Regions from separate parts of the Mus musculus genome. Here regions 2 and 3 are each linked to region 1. Evidence: chromatin contacts called from public promoter capture Hi-C data. All regions are on one chromosome and are shown on one strand. Each heading gives the region's core, a stretch centred on a gene start, on an enhancer-like site or on the middle of the called end of the contact. The rest is flanking DNA. Distances are from core to core; before and after follow the strand shown.

Region 1 (3,946 bases), core at 1,024-3,523:
CTGGGGATGGAACTCAGATTGTCAGGACGGTGGTAGGTGCCTTTTACCACCAGACCATCATATTCCTGGTCTCCGTGACTGTAGGTTTTAGCCAATAAGAAAGTAAGGATACAAACCAAACTTCTACATCGTAAAAGTTATTTTGCCAGGCCTTCCTTGGATTCACATATATACCATCACTCCATACAACATTCAGACCTGGAGACCCATGGTTCAGGACCCAGGATCCAGACTTGACCCTCGGCTTTTCTGTTACTCATCAATGAGAACCTTTCCCATTCCATCTACCTTCTTCTGGCTCCTTCATTACTTTCCTGGGAAGGACATCTGGCTCAACTGTCCACGAGGGAGTCATTTATTGAATTATAGGCAAGACATTCTGTGATGTGCTACAGTAGAAAAACGATGTGACTATGTGTGTGAGAGCACATACAGCTTCTGTGACATCCCTGTCCTCCTCGATTACCTCCCACTTTATTTTTTTGATATACAGTCTCTCACTGAACTCAGAGGTTGAAAGAAAATAAGCTTTCCTTTTTTTTTTTTTAACCCACAATCAGCTAGAGTTACATTTGGTGTTGCCTACCTATAACCCCAGAATTTGGGAGGCTGAGACAGGAAAATGGCCTGGAGTTCTAGGACAACCTAAGCTACATGGTTTCAAGGCGGAGTAGGCTAAAAGTAAGTACTTTCACTAAAAGCAAAACAGAGAACTAGCTTTCCCTTTCAGACAAATATGGCTCATTACACGGCCTCTCCCTCCCTCCTATTCCTTCTCCTTCATGAAGGTATAATTGACAAACAGTAGTTGCTTACATTTACATTATAAAAAATGATGTTTAAAAATATTACTTTTGAGACAGGGTCTCTCTACATAGCCCTGGCTAGCCTGGAACTCACTTGGTATACCAGGCTGGTCTTGAACTTAGAGATTCCCTGCCTCCTGAGTGCTGGGATTAAAGGAACTATCACACCCAACCCAGAATGGTATTTTTAAAAAGACTTTTCAATGTGTGTGTGTGTGTGTGTGTGTGTTTGTGTGTGTGTGTTATGTGTGACACATATATAGGGGCCAGCAGAGAGCAGAAAAAGGCAGTGGATCCCCTAGAGCTAGAATAAAGGGTAGTTATGTGCAGCCTGACTAGGACGCTGAGAACCAAATGTGGGCATCTAGAAGGGAATCAGGTGCTAAGCTATCTCTCCAGCCACCAGAATTATGTTTTGATATAGGTATATATCACGATTAAGTTAACTTTCACTAACATTTGCCTTTTTTGGTAGTGATTAAAATCTACCTTCTTAGAAAAATTTCAAGTGTAAGATATTAACTCTAGTCATCCTGGTGTATCATATATCTCCATTAGGTATTAATCTTACCTGAAACTTTGTACTCTGACCACCTCACACCCCACCCCCGCCAAGCCTGGGCAGAGGTTCATGCATGCTATGAAAGTACTCTGTCACCGAGTTACATTCCTAGAGAGTCAGGACTTCTTCTTTTTTTTTTTGTTTTTTTTGTTTGTTTTTAAAGATTTATTTATTTATTTTATGTAAGTACATCGTAGCTGTCTTCAGACACACCAGAAGAGGAAGTCAGATCTCATTCAGGATGGTTGTGAGCCACCATGTGGTTGCTGGGATTTGAACTCAGGACCTTCTGAAGAACAGCCAGTGCTCTTAACCCCTGAGCCATCTCTCCAGCCCGAGTCAGGACTTCTTAACCACCTAACTTTCTTTGATAAATGATTCATTTACAATGTTTCTTAAAAAAAAAAAAAGCTCAAGTTGCTCTTCTACCCTTAGGAAGAGAAAACAAGAAGCACATACACAAATTAAGGTCCTTAAAAGCAGTGACTAATCTGAAGCTCCGATACTGAACTCCAGGTCTGGGTCTGAAACTTGGATAGTTAGGGTGGTGGTGGTGATGTGTACGAATCCAGGAAAGACTTGATAAAATAATCGTACCTATGCAAGAAATTGAAAAACGTTCTTGCTGATTAGAACCTATCAACTTTTAAAACTTTTTTTTTCAACAAGCCCGGCTGGCAGAACTGCCGGGCACGCTGGTAGAGGCGCACACATTTCTCTACCCAAGTCAAAAAGTCCTCAGCAAACCTAGTTCCGGCTGCCACCGAGCCGGGAAGACAGCGAAGAGCTGGGCAGGCGAGCGCGAAGTAAGAGACCGGTGTCCCCCGGCTGCATTTACGCGAGCTGGCGAGACTTACGTCACGATTCCGACAACCCAGTCATCAGGCCAAGTCTTGCAGCCATCCAAAGCGCGGCGTGCTCACTCCTCGACGACGAGGTTCACTCTCACCGGTTGCCTCGAGTCCCAGCGCCCGTAGCAACCAAGGGTGACGGAAAGCGGAAGTGCTCTCTAGTTCCGCCTCCCTGTTAACCCAGGTCCGGTGAAGAAGCTTGTCAAGTCCAATCATCGCGGCGAGAATATCAATCAGCCAATAAAAGGGAAGCACGGGAGGGCGGGCTAAAAAGGTCGCGTGCGCACGCGCAGACGGCTGCAGGGTCCTTGGTGCTGTGGCGGTGTGGTTGATTAGGGTGCTGCTTTCAATCGTGTGGCCTTTGGGAACCCCGCGTAGCCACTGCCGCCTCCTTCTGTCCTCGCCATGTTCCTCACTCGGTCCGAGTACGACAGGTTCGTACGGCGGGAAGCAGCAGGGTCGAAATTTGGGTGGGCGGGCCTGGGGCCCGCGCCGCGGCCTGGGTTCTGCAGTGTCATGGGGCGCCCGGAGAACCTAAGTCTGGCGGGACCCGGGGAATCTGGTTCCCGAGGCGCCCGGCGAGATTCCCCAAGCTACACTGCAGCGGACCCGTTGCACTTGTCCCGCTGAGTCACCGCTAATCCTGACTCCCCGCGGAAGCGAGAGGCTGGGGCTGCTTGGGGCAGGCGGCGGAGAGGGATCGGGACCTTTAACCTGGAGTAGATTAGGGGGACACCAGCCTTGCGTCCGTCTTTTCAACCTAAGTCTGACTGCTTAGGAAAAAGAAAAGTGAAAGGAGTTTCCTTGAATAGAAGCTACCAGAGACTATTGGATGAGTTTGTAGGAATCCGTCCTGTGCTGTACATTTTAATCTTTTTTGAAGAGCGAAGGCAGTTTTCAGCTATGCTCGGATAAATATATTGCCTACAATCTGGTTTTGTGGGAACTTGAATGTACAGTGGTTCTCAGAAGAGTTTTAATACACTGATTCCATTTGACCAAAGTGTGTGTATGTGAGAGGAGGTTTGAAAGCAAGTTAATTTTAGTGTTGTGTTGAAAGCTAAATGTTTTGTAAAGTCAAAGCTGTGTGGTTGTGTTTATTAAAAGAGCAGACAACCTAAAAACTTTCAAGTCTCGAAAATGCTAACTAATACTGTCATAAATGCTGTAGATACTGTAACTTTCAGTTTCTGTTTTGAGCAGTTTTGCAAACCACTGGGTTCCTTTAAAAGTTAGGGAAAGCAGACATTTTCTTAGTTCCAGGTTACCACTGAGAAATTACTTTTCTTGGCAAGTATGTATTGAGCCTGTCAAAATATATATATGTCATTCCAGGTGCCACAATTTTGACAGGCTCAATACATACTTATATATACACATATATACATACATATTAATCTCCATCCTTTTGCTGACTCAGAAAATATCGGTGAAGTTTTAAAACTATTTCCTGTTGTCAAGTAAAATGGTCGTTAACACTTGGCTTCCAGAGTATTGAAGAGAGTCATCTTTAGGTGATAAAATGTTAAGAAAATTGTGATCCTCATCTGAAAGGCTTTACTGAGCTTTGCCCATTTATTTATATGAACTAGTTGCTTTGTGGATTTTTTTCTTTTGTATTTGCTAAGACTAAATAAAGCCCAGGCCTCTATTTAGCTAATGTTCTTGAGCGTTGGCTGTGTTCAAGAAGCACTGTTTAGGGAGCTGGTTTTACAGCAGTGAGCAGA
Region 2 (3,946 bases), core at 430-2,929, 770 kb after region 1:
CGCGCGCGCGCGTGTGTGTGTGTGTATGTATGTATGCATGTAGTTTTTTCCTCTCCACAGTTCATTGTTCTCTGACAGCAGTGTTAAAATGGTTGTATAATCAATTAGCTGAATGTCTACAGGTTTGTCATCACAGTTAAATATTGAAAATTATCCTCAGTGGATTTTTAAAAATAAATTTGAGGATCAATAGTGCCGCGTACATCTGTTCATTTAGGCAATTTGGCGTTTCCTGGCTTCCACGGGATTCATTATTGCCAGAGAGGGCAGTTTTCTGGCTTCCGTCCCACAACCCATTGACATTTTTTCCTTTACATTATTAATGGAACAGCAGATAAAAAGAATATTTTTTAGGGTAAAAATGAAGTTTACGTAGACAAAACATATATTGACGACTAGCCCCTTCTCCTTGACTTTAAGAACTTAAAAGTTCATTCCAAAACTTCTTTCATGTATCTTGTTTTTCTGTAGAGAAAAATATCTAAGAGCAAATCTATCAATGTGTAACCTGCCCTTAAATTACTCAAGGAATCCTGCCATACATGGCTGCGTTCTGTCACCTGCTGTCAGATTCTTTCCCAGTGTCTAGGTGCTCATTTTAAAAGGACATGGAGGATAAGGTCTGGGCTCTCTTGATTCTAAGTCTTTCACTGAGACCCACTAGTGGCCACTTGAAGATGGGTAATTGAGAATATAAGCACATTAACTGGAGACATAGCTCTAAGGCAAGCCAAAGACTACATAGTCTCGTCTGCCAGGAACGCTTGACTCAAGACAAGCCCGACCAGGCGTATCCCAAGCTCTATCGTGGCCACCCTAAGTCCCAGTAAAGTCTCAGTAATTACGTCAACCACAGGCGGTTCCGAGTGGGAGCTCTTGGACTGTAACAGTTTGGGTCATTTTCGCTTCTCTAAGGTTTACGGTCTACTTTGGATTTTGCAAATATGGGAAATGTCTTTGGACAAACCAGAAGCATCCTTTCTGTGTCTCCACCGTTCCTGAAGAACTGGGGGGAAAGCAGACTCAGGGGCCACCTGAAGATAGGCGCGCGGGACAACCAGCCCAGCCCACTGCGAAGCACTTGGTGCCGTTTGTTCGATGCTCTGGCTGATTTCAGACTCGTCTCTGGAGGACGATGAGCTCACCGAGCTGGCAGCTCGACAGAGCAAAGGGGCCAAGCATAGAAAGGGATGCTGGCCGTGCAAGAAGCCCCTGCCTGCGGGCAGCCGCGGGAGAGCAGCTCCCGAGGCTCCTTACCTGGAGGACTCGGCGGTGAAGCTGCCGCCGTCCAGCAGCCGCATCTTGCAGAAGAGGACCCCGTTGACGAAGGGCACCGAGGAGAGCTCCTCGAGCTCGAAGTCCACCTTAAACTTAAACTTCTTCTTCTTCATCATCGTGAGGGCCAGGCGCCGGCGAGCGGGCTGCGCGGACGGGCGCCGCCGCCTCAGCTCGGCCGAGCCTCGGATCCGCCCAGCCCCATGGCCCGGGCCGCGAGCGGCGCGTGGGGGCGCAGCCGGGGGGCGCCGCGAGTCGGCGGGAGCCGGGGCCGCCTGTCGCGGCAGCCCGGGCCTGAGAGCACCGGCGGCTGCAGCGCGGACCCCGGCCGCCCGCGAGGAGCGGTCGCCTTGCAGCTCGCCCGGGGAGTGGGCGCCCTTTCCGTACCGCCGCCGCCGCCCGTCTGATCGCGAGCAGAGAGAGAGGCGCCGCTAGGAGAACGGTCGCTGCCGCCTCCCTGCCCGGGGCGCCCCCAGCGGCCGCAGCCGGAAGCGCACCCAGCGCGGAAGCGGGCGGTCCGCGGAGGGCGGAGGAGCTCCGGGCGGGCGCGCGCCCCGCCGGGGAAGCTGGGCAAGCTAACACGCGACAGCAGCGAGCTCGGCACGCCTCCCCGGGGTTAAAAAAAGACAAACCCAGCCGAAAAAGCTTCCTTGTGCAGCTTCCTCTGCGCCTTTCCTTTCTGGGTTTGCACCGCCCCCCTTTCTTCCCCTCCCCCTCCAGTGATTTCACGGCCTCTGGGTTTGAAGATAAATAGAGACAAATAGAATCCCAAACCTAAAAATCTTCTGTAGGGTCTCTAAACCCCACTAGCTCTTAAACATTAGATGAAAGTCAGCTAGGAGAAAGGAAAAGATTAAAATTTGCTGTGGCCACACCAAGTGCCCAAGCAAGGGGCTGTGCCTTGTGTTTCCCGTCATTGATGGCTTGTTTATTTAATTTCTGTCACCCAGGAAAGAAAAAGGACCAGAGGAGTTAAAATACTTTCCCCTTTAAAATCTGTACATACTGTGAACACATGAAGTCAGATTCTAAAGGCATACTTAAAAAATTCTTTTTAGATGAATATCAATTGTCCCCCCCCCCCCCACACAGTATCTACTGTTAAAACGTATGTTATCAATTTAATTGCGTACTGTTTTTGAGGGGTGGTGGTGTTTTTAGGTACTGTTGTTTGGTTTGGTTTGTAGTCAAGGTCTCTAGCTCAGGCTGGCTTCAAACTCCCCATGTAATCAAGGATGATGTTGAACTTGTGATCCCCATGTCAGGGTGATAGGGATGTGCCGCCATGTCATGTTTATGCAGTTCTAGGAATCGAACCCAGGACTTTCATGCATGCTAGCAAGCTACCTCACAACTGAGCTACATCCCCAGCCTGGCATCTGGCCTTTTTAATTTTTGAAAAGGTGTAGTTCAAAAGAATCCTCTTTGTAGATCATTCCTTTACGTTTTTTAAAAATTCAATTGATGTGTCTGGGTCTCTTGCCTGTGTTACAGGCCTGTGAACTACATGTGTGTCTGGTAATTGCAAAGACCATAAAGTGTGTCTGATACTCTTAAACGGGACAGTCGTGAGCTGCCCTGTGGATTTGAGAAGTGAACCAAGTCCCTTTGGAGCTGCTGGGCCATCTCTCCAGCCCATTTATTTATTTATTCATATAAAATATTTTAATTGCCTAAACCACCAGTTACTGGCTAGATAGATTCCATGACCAAAACCCAAAACCTGCTTGTAATAATTTTAAAGTCCTGGCCTGGCCAAGATGGATCAGTGTTAAAGGAACTTGCAGGACATGAGTTTCATCCCTGGAATTCACATGGCAGAAAGAAGCAACTAGCTAATCCCGCAGATTGGCCTCTGACCTCCATCCATAGGTTCACTGTAAGGCATGCACACCTACAAATACACTTGCATTATATAAATAAATAAATAAATAAATGTATTTTTTTAGACCTTTTAAAGACAAAACTGGACTGCAGAGAAATGTCGGTGGGTAAAGAGCCTCAGTGCAAGCCGGACCTCAGGAGCGTCCACAGTGTGACTTCAATCCTGAGAAGCCATGGAAAAGTGGAAAGAGAACCAGCTTCACAAAGTTGTCCTCTGAGGCCCGAACACCACCATGGCATGCATGCTTTCACACACACACACACACCCACACACACACACACACACACACACACACACACATACACACACCTCTCACACCCCGCACAAGAATAACACTACATAACAATTTAAAAAAGGCAAAACCTAAGACAGAAAAAAGTCCTAAATTTAAACGAAGTACAACTTGGAATAAGAAGTGATGAACTGAATGAATAAAGTGATGGCTTTATGGATTTTACCTAGGATTTGGGAGAAAGTAGGAGGTGTTCCAGGTGAAGAAGTAGGAGAAATAAAGATTCAGACTACTACTTGGGCGAGGGGAATTTTGCTGCCTTGTGGGTCAGAAAGAGATGGGGGAAGTGTTAGTGGACTTTGATGTCTGTAGCTTGCAGAAGCAGAGGGCCTGAACATTGCGATCAGGAGGGCAGGCTGGGGATAGGGGAAATAATGAGAATCTGTGCTGTTTACAGGGAGCAAGGCTGAGCCTTCGTGCCTGTGAAAGGTTAAGGTTGAAAATATGCATTTGGGAATTGTGGTAGTCACTGATGGCGGAAGCCCAAAAGGCGG
Region 3 (3,946 bases), core at 671-3,170, 650 kb after region 1:
CTGCATCCACACTGAAAAGGCCTTACCTTTTAAAAGCTAGTTTAAAAAAACTACTTCATAGTATTAGTTACACCTACTTAATAGCTTTTGTAAAAGAACACCAAGAGTACGTGTATATTTTATATATACAAAGTTAAAAGGTTTGTCTATAAAAAGCAATTAGTACCTCAAAAATCTCTCATTAACCTGAACAAGTGGCTGGGAGAAAAGTAGGTAAAATATACAGAATCTCTTTTCGTTAACATCTCCACGTGTATGTCAAGACAAGAAAAATTGGATGTGTTTTACTTTACATGCTCTAGCGAAAATGCTTGAAGACATGAAGACTATTAATACTCATTAAAATATAAATTAACCTCGGAGGCCTGGAAGGTTATTTTTTAAACTACCTAATTTGTAGGGAAGTGGAGACTCTAGTTAGTGAGACCAAAATCAATGGCCCAACACCAAACCGGTAAAAATAAACCTAATTAGCCATTCATTTAACCAGGGAAATGCATTTATTGGCGATTGAGCATGATTAATAGTGCATACCTCTACCTGCGACCCTGGGCTGCTCCGAGCCTCGCTGCAAGACTGAGTCAATCCTGCTAACGAAACAAGAACTGAGACAAGAGTGCAGTGAGGAGGCGCCAGGTGAGCTCCCCAGCACAGCCAAGCCAGCACCGACCCTGCCGCAGAAAGAAGCCCAGGGCCCAGAGCATTCTAATTATGCCCAACGCACAGGTGGCTGACACCTTCGACTCCTGACTTCCTGCTGGGAAAAATTTCCAGGCCTTCTGTACACCTCTTTTGCCCTGGCACTCCACGCCACCCTCAACCCTCCCGGCCCACCCGACACACTCACTGGCCAATTTCTGTCGGGATTGGAGAGCTTAACGAAGAGCACGAGGCCGACATTGAAGTAATTACTTCAGTAATTCCGCTGGCCCGGGGGGCAGCGGCAGAAGCACCGAGTTAGTGCTTAGTCGACACAGGTAAAAAGGAGTCATTTTTTTAAAAAATGGTGAACTTGGACAGGCTTCTGGTATTACTTTTCTCCTCTCCCCTAGAGTTCTTGCCCAACAGCTCCCTAGGGATAGGCAGGAGGTTGGGGTAGGTTAAAGATCGATTGTGGCGGGCTCGCCCGGCTATTAAAACAAAACAAAAAAAACAAAACCTGAAAAGGAAAAAAAGAGGGCGGCCCTAGCCCGACCCGTCCCAAACCAGCCCCAAGCTTCACTTCTCCCTCCGCCAACTTTCCCCCTCCCCCAAATCCGCGGGTCTCAGGAGGGAGGGAAAGGGGGTGCATCCACGGTATCCGACACCCCGCTCTGGCGAACTTACCCCCGACACGCGGCCTAGAGGATGCGTACCTTAAAGTAGATCTCGTCCACCACCTCGTGGTAGGTCTTGAGCTCGTAGAGCTGCACTTTGAAGTAAGGCGACGACAGGATGTTGGTGAGGATCATGGGGTTGAGGTTCATGGTCTTCTCGTTGCCCCACAGCGGCAGCACATTGCCCTGCTTGCCCGACACCGCCGGCTTGGTGGCGCCGCCGCCGCCGCCACATTGCTGCTGCTGCTGGGTCACGGCCGCGGCCGCCTGGTGCTGCGGTTGCGAGTTGCCGGTCAGCGCGGGGCTGTTGTTGGCCATGGTGCCGCGGCAGGAAGGAAGGAGGGCGGGCGGGAGGAGGGAGGCCAAGCTCGATCGCGCTCTTCGGGACAACGGTCCCGGACCTACTCCATGGAAGGCCGTCGGGGCAAGGAGCCCGCCGCGTTGTGCCCCAGCCGAGCGGGAAACTGCAACTGGGACGCCGACACACGGGAGCCCGGGCCCGAGACGGACGCCAAAAACGAGGCGGGGAGAACTCCGGACGCAAAGCAGAACGGGCAGCAGAGGAGCTCGATCTCTTCCGCCAACTGCCCCTGGGAACAAGATGGCGGGGCCAGCGGAAGTGACGCCATACGCCCGGGCGTTCGAGCTAAGGCCGTGGCCAATCAGAGCCGCCCGTGTGTGCAGGCTATTCCTCTTCCTGGTTGCGCGAGGTCGTTGCGTGTTGGCTCGGCTCCGGTGGTCTGTGTGCCGGGCTGGTGGCTTCCTCCTGGGACTTTGGCCCAGGGGGAAGGGGGTCTGGACACAGTTGCTATGTTTTAGAGTTTGCATCCGTTGCTTGATTTTTCTCGAGGCAGGAAGAGGGTCTCGTGACACTTGTGTTCTGGACGGATGCGTGACTGCTCCTGCGGAGCGGTCGAAGTCTCATGAGTTAATTTTGTTAGATTCTCCAGAAAGGACTAGAGTCAGGGAATTGACTCCGATAGAGTCCTTGAGGCTTTCGCAGAGGTAATAGTGTCCTACCGGAAGTCGTAGACGGCCCCAAATTTTTTTTCTCCTAAGATTAGGATAATATTTTAACTGGGTTGTGAGCTTTAAAGAAAGTACTCTCAACTGGGTGTGGTGGCGCCCGCTTTATTTCCAGTGCTGGGGAGGAAGGGGCAGACGGGTCTGTGATTCTGAAGCCAAGTTCCATAGACATCCAATCTCAAAATAACAAAAAACATAAAATCTGCTACCCTACGTGGAGTGCTTCCATTGACTCACCTTTTTTTTTTTTTTTTTTTTTTTTTTAATTTTCAATTAGGGTCTCACACTATAGCTGAGGCTAGCATGTAGCTCAGGCTGGCCTCAAACACAAGACAATCTTTACGCCACAGCCTTCGAGATACTGGGATTTTGGGTCCTGAGCTACCACATGTAGTGAGATGCTAGTTCTATGGTACCGCTGCACTGGGCTAGGCCTTAGAAAAGGGAGTGAGGAATGGAGATGGAGAAAAGGTGGGAAAGTAATCAGGGTATCTGTTCTCAAAGGTACTAATAATTTAAGATTAATAGTGTTTGAGAGTTAAGAGGCTGCTGGAGCCTTTGACCATCATCTACTATTTACCATCTAATAAGCCTGATTTGAGCAAAGAATGGCTTAAGCATAGAAAGCAAAATCAGGCTTAGAGATGGAAAATAGCACAGTTGGCAAGAAGCTGGGAGCTGTGCTTCGTGGGGAGTAGTGGCAATAAAATGTCTGTAATGTGTGGATGAAACATTAGGAACTTAATGCTTACCAAAGGCTACCCCACATCCTTATAGTGTGTGTGTATTTAAATCAGGCTAGGTTGGTTTTGATGGCTACGTCTGAAAGGAAATTTACATTCCAGAGACTGAGGCAGAACAATCAAGAGGCCAAGACTAGACTGGTATAATAATCTGACTTAAAAAAAAATCAGGCTATTGGTGTAGTTTAATGGTAGACGAGGTGCCTAGCTAGCATGGGCAACGTTGGTTTAATCCCAACAGAAACGTGTTTTCCTGTGCTCATTCATGGATATGAGCATTAGGGGCTGAGGATGTTCCTCAAAGGTAGAGACTTCATTAGCAAGCAAGAGTTTCAGCCCTATCACTGGAAAAAAGAAAAATAGTTCATATGCATAATTTTAAATATGACCTTGACGTCTACTTTGTATTGCTTGCATTATTTCTGGCTTCAGTCCATTCTTCAGCAATGGCCAGAATAATTCCATTAGTGCTCCTCTGCTCCTGAATGCCATGAGGTGAGCAGCCTGCCGTGCGAATCGCCAAACTCCAATCGTTGGTCGCATACTGTCGTCCTTTCCTGGAAACTTTTGGGTTCGGAAGTTTCCGAGCAGATCTTAGTTTCAGCAGCACATACAGAGACTGAAACGGGAGACTGAGGGGGGGGGGGGGGCACTGGGGGGGGGAGGGATGGGCAATGAGTAGAAACCAGTTCACCCTGATGCTGACTCCTGTTGATCAGTCCTCAGAGGGAAGTCAGTTCCATATGCAGTCCTGCATAGGAATCGAAAATCAGCATTTTGCAAGTGACGAAGGGCTCCTTGCTGAAGTATCCAGGTTCTTGTATCCTACCTCCAAGAATCTGACCATTGACACGTGGTTGA

What was found. Promoter capture Hi-C pulls out the DNA fragments that hold promoters and counts their contacts.
Region 2: a promoter capture Hi-C map of pre-B cells shows a contact between it and region 1, with 4 times the contacts expected there. The contact joins the promoter of Fam102b here to the promoter of Psma5 in region 1. A contact is called at or near these places in 2 of 39 promoter capture datasets (cranial neural crest and pre-B cells).
Region 3: a contact with region 1 is called in a promoter capture Hi-C map of pre-B cells, with 2.7 times the contacts expected there. The contact joins the promoter of Prpf38b here to the promoter of Psma5 in region 1. A contact is called at or near these places in 3 of 39 promoter capture datasets (the C10 cell line, cranial neural crest and pre-B cells) and 1 of 115 datasets of contacts at active chromatin or transcription factors (memory CD8 T cells).

Annotation. Positions count from the first base shown.
Region 1 is chr3:108,254,653-108,258,598 of GRCm38.p6, forward strand. It overlaps Psma5 (proteasome subunit alpha 5), which reads left to right and starts at 2,274. Exons shown (of 9, transcript NM_011967.3): 1 at 2,274-2,653. The coding sequence starts at 2,625.
Region 2 is chr3:109,025,928-109,029,873 of GRCm38.p6, forward strand. Fam102b (family with sequence similarity 102, member B) reads right to left here and starts at 1,680. Exons shown (of 11, transcript NM_001163567.1): 1 at 1,258-1,680. The coding sequence starts at 1,394.
Region 3 is chr3:108,909,809-108,913,754 of GRCm38.p6, forward strand. It overlaps Prpf38b (PRP38 pre-mRNA processing factor 38 (yeast) domain containing B), which reads right to left and starts at 1,921. Exons shown (of 6, transcript NM_025845.3): 1 at 1,356-1,921. The coding sequence starts at 1,634.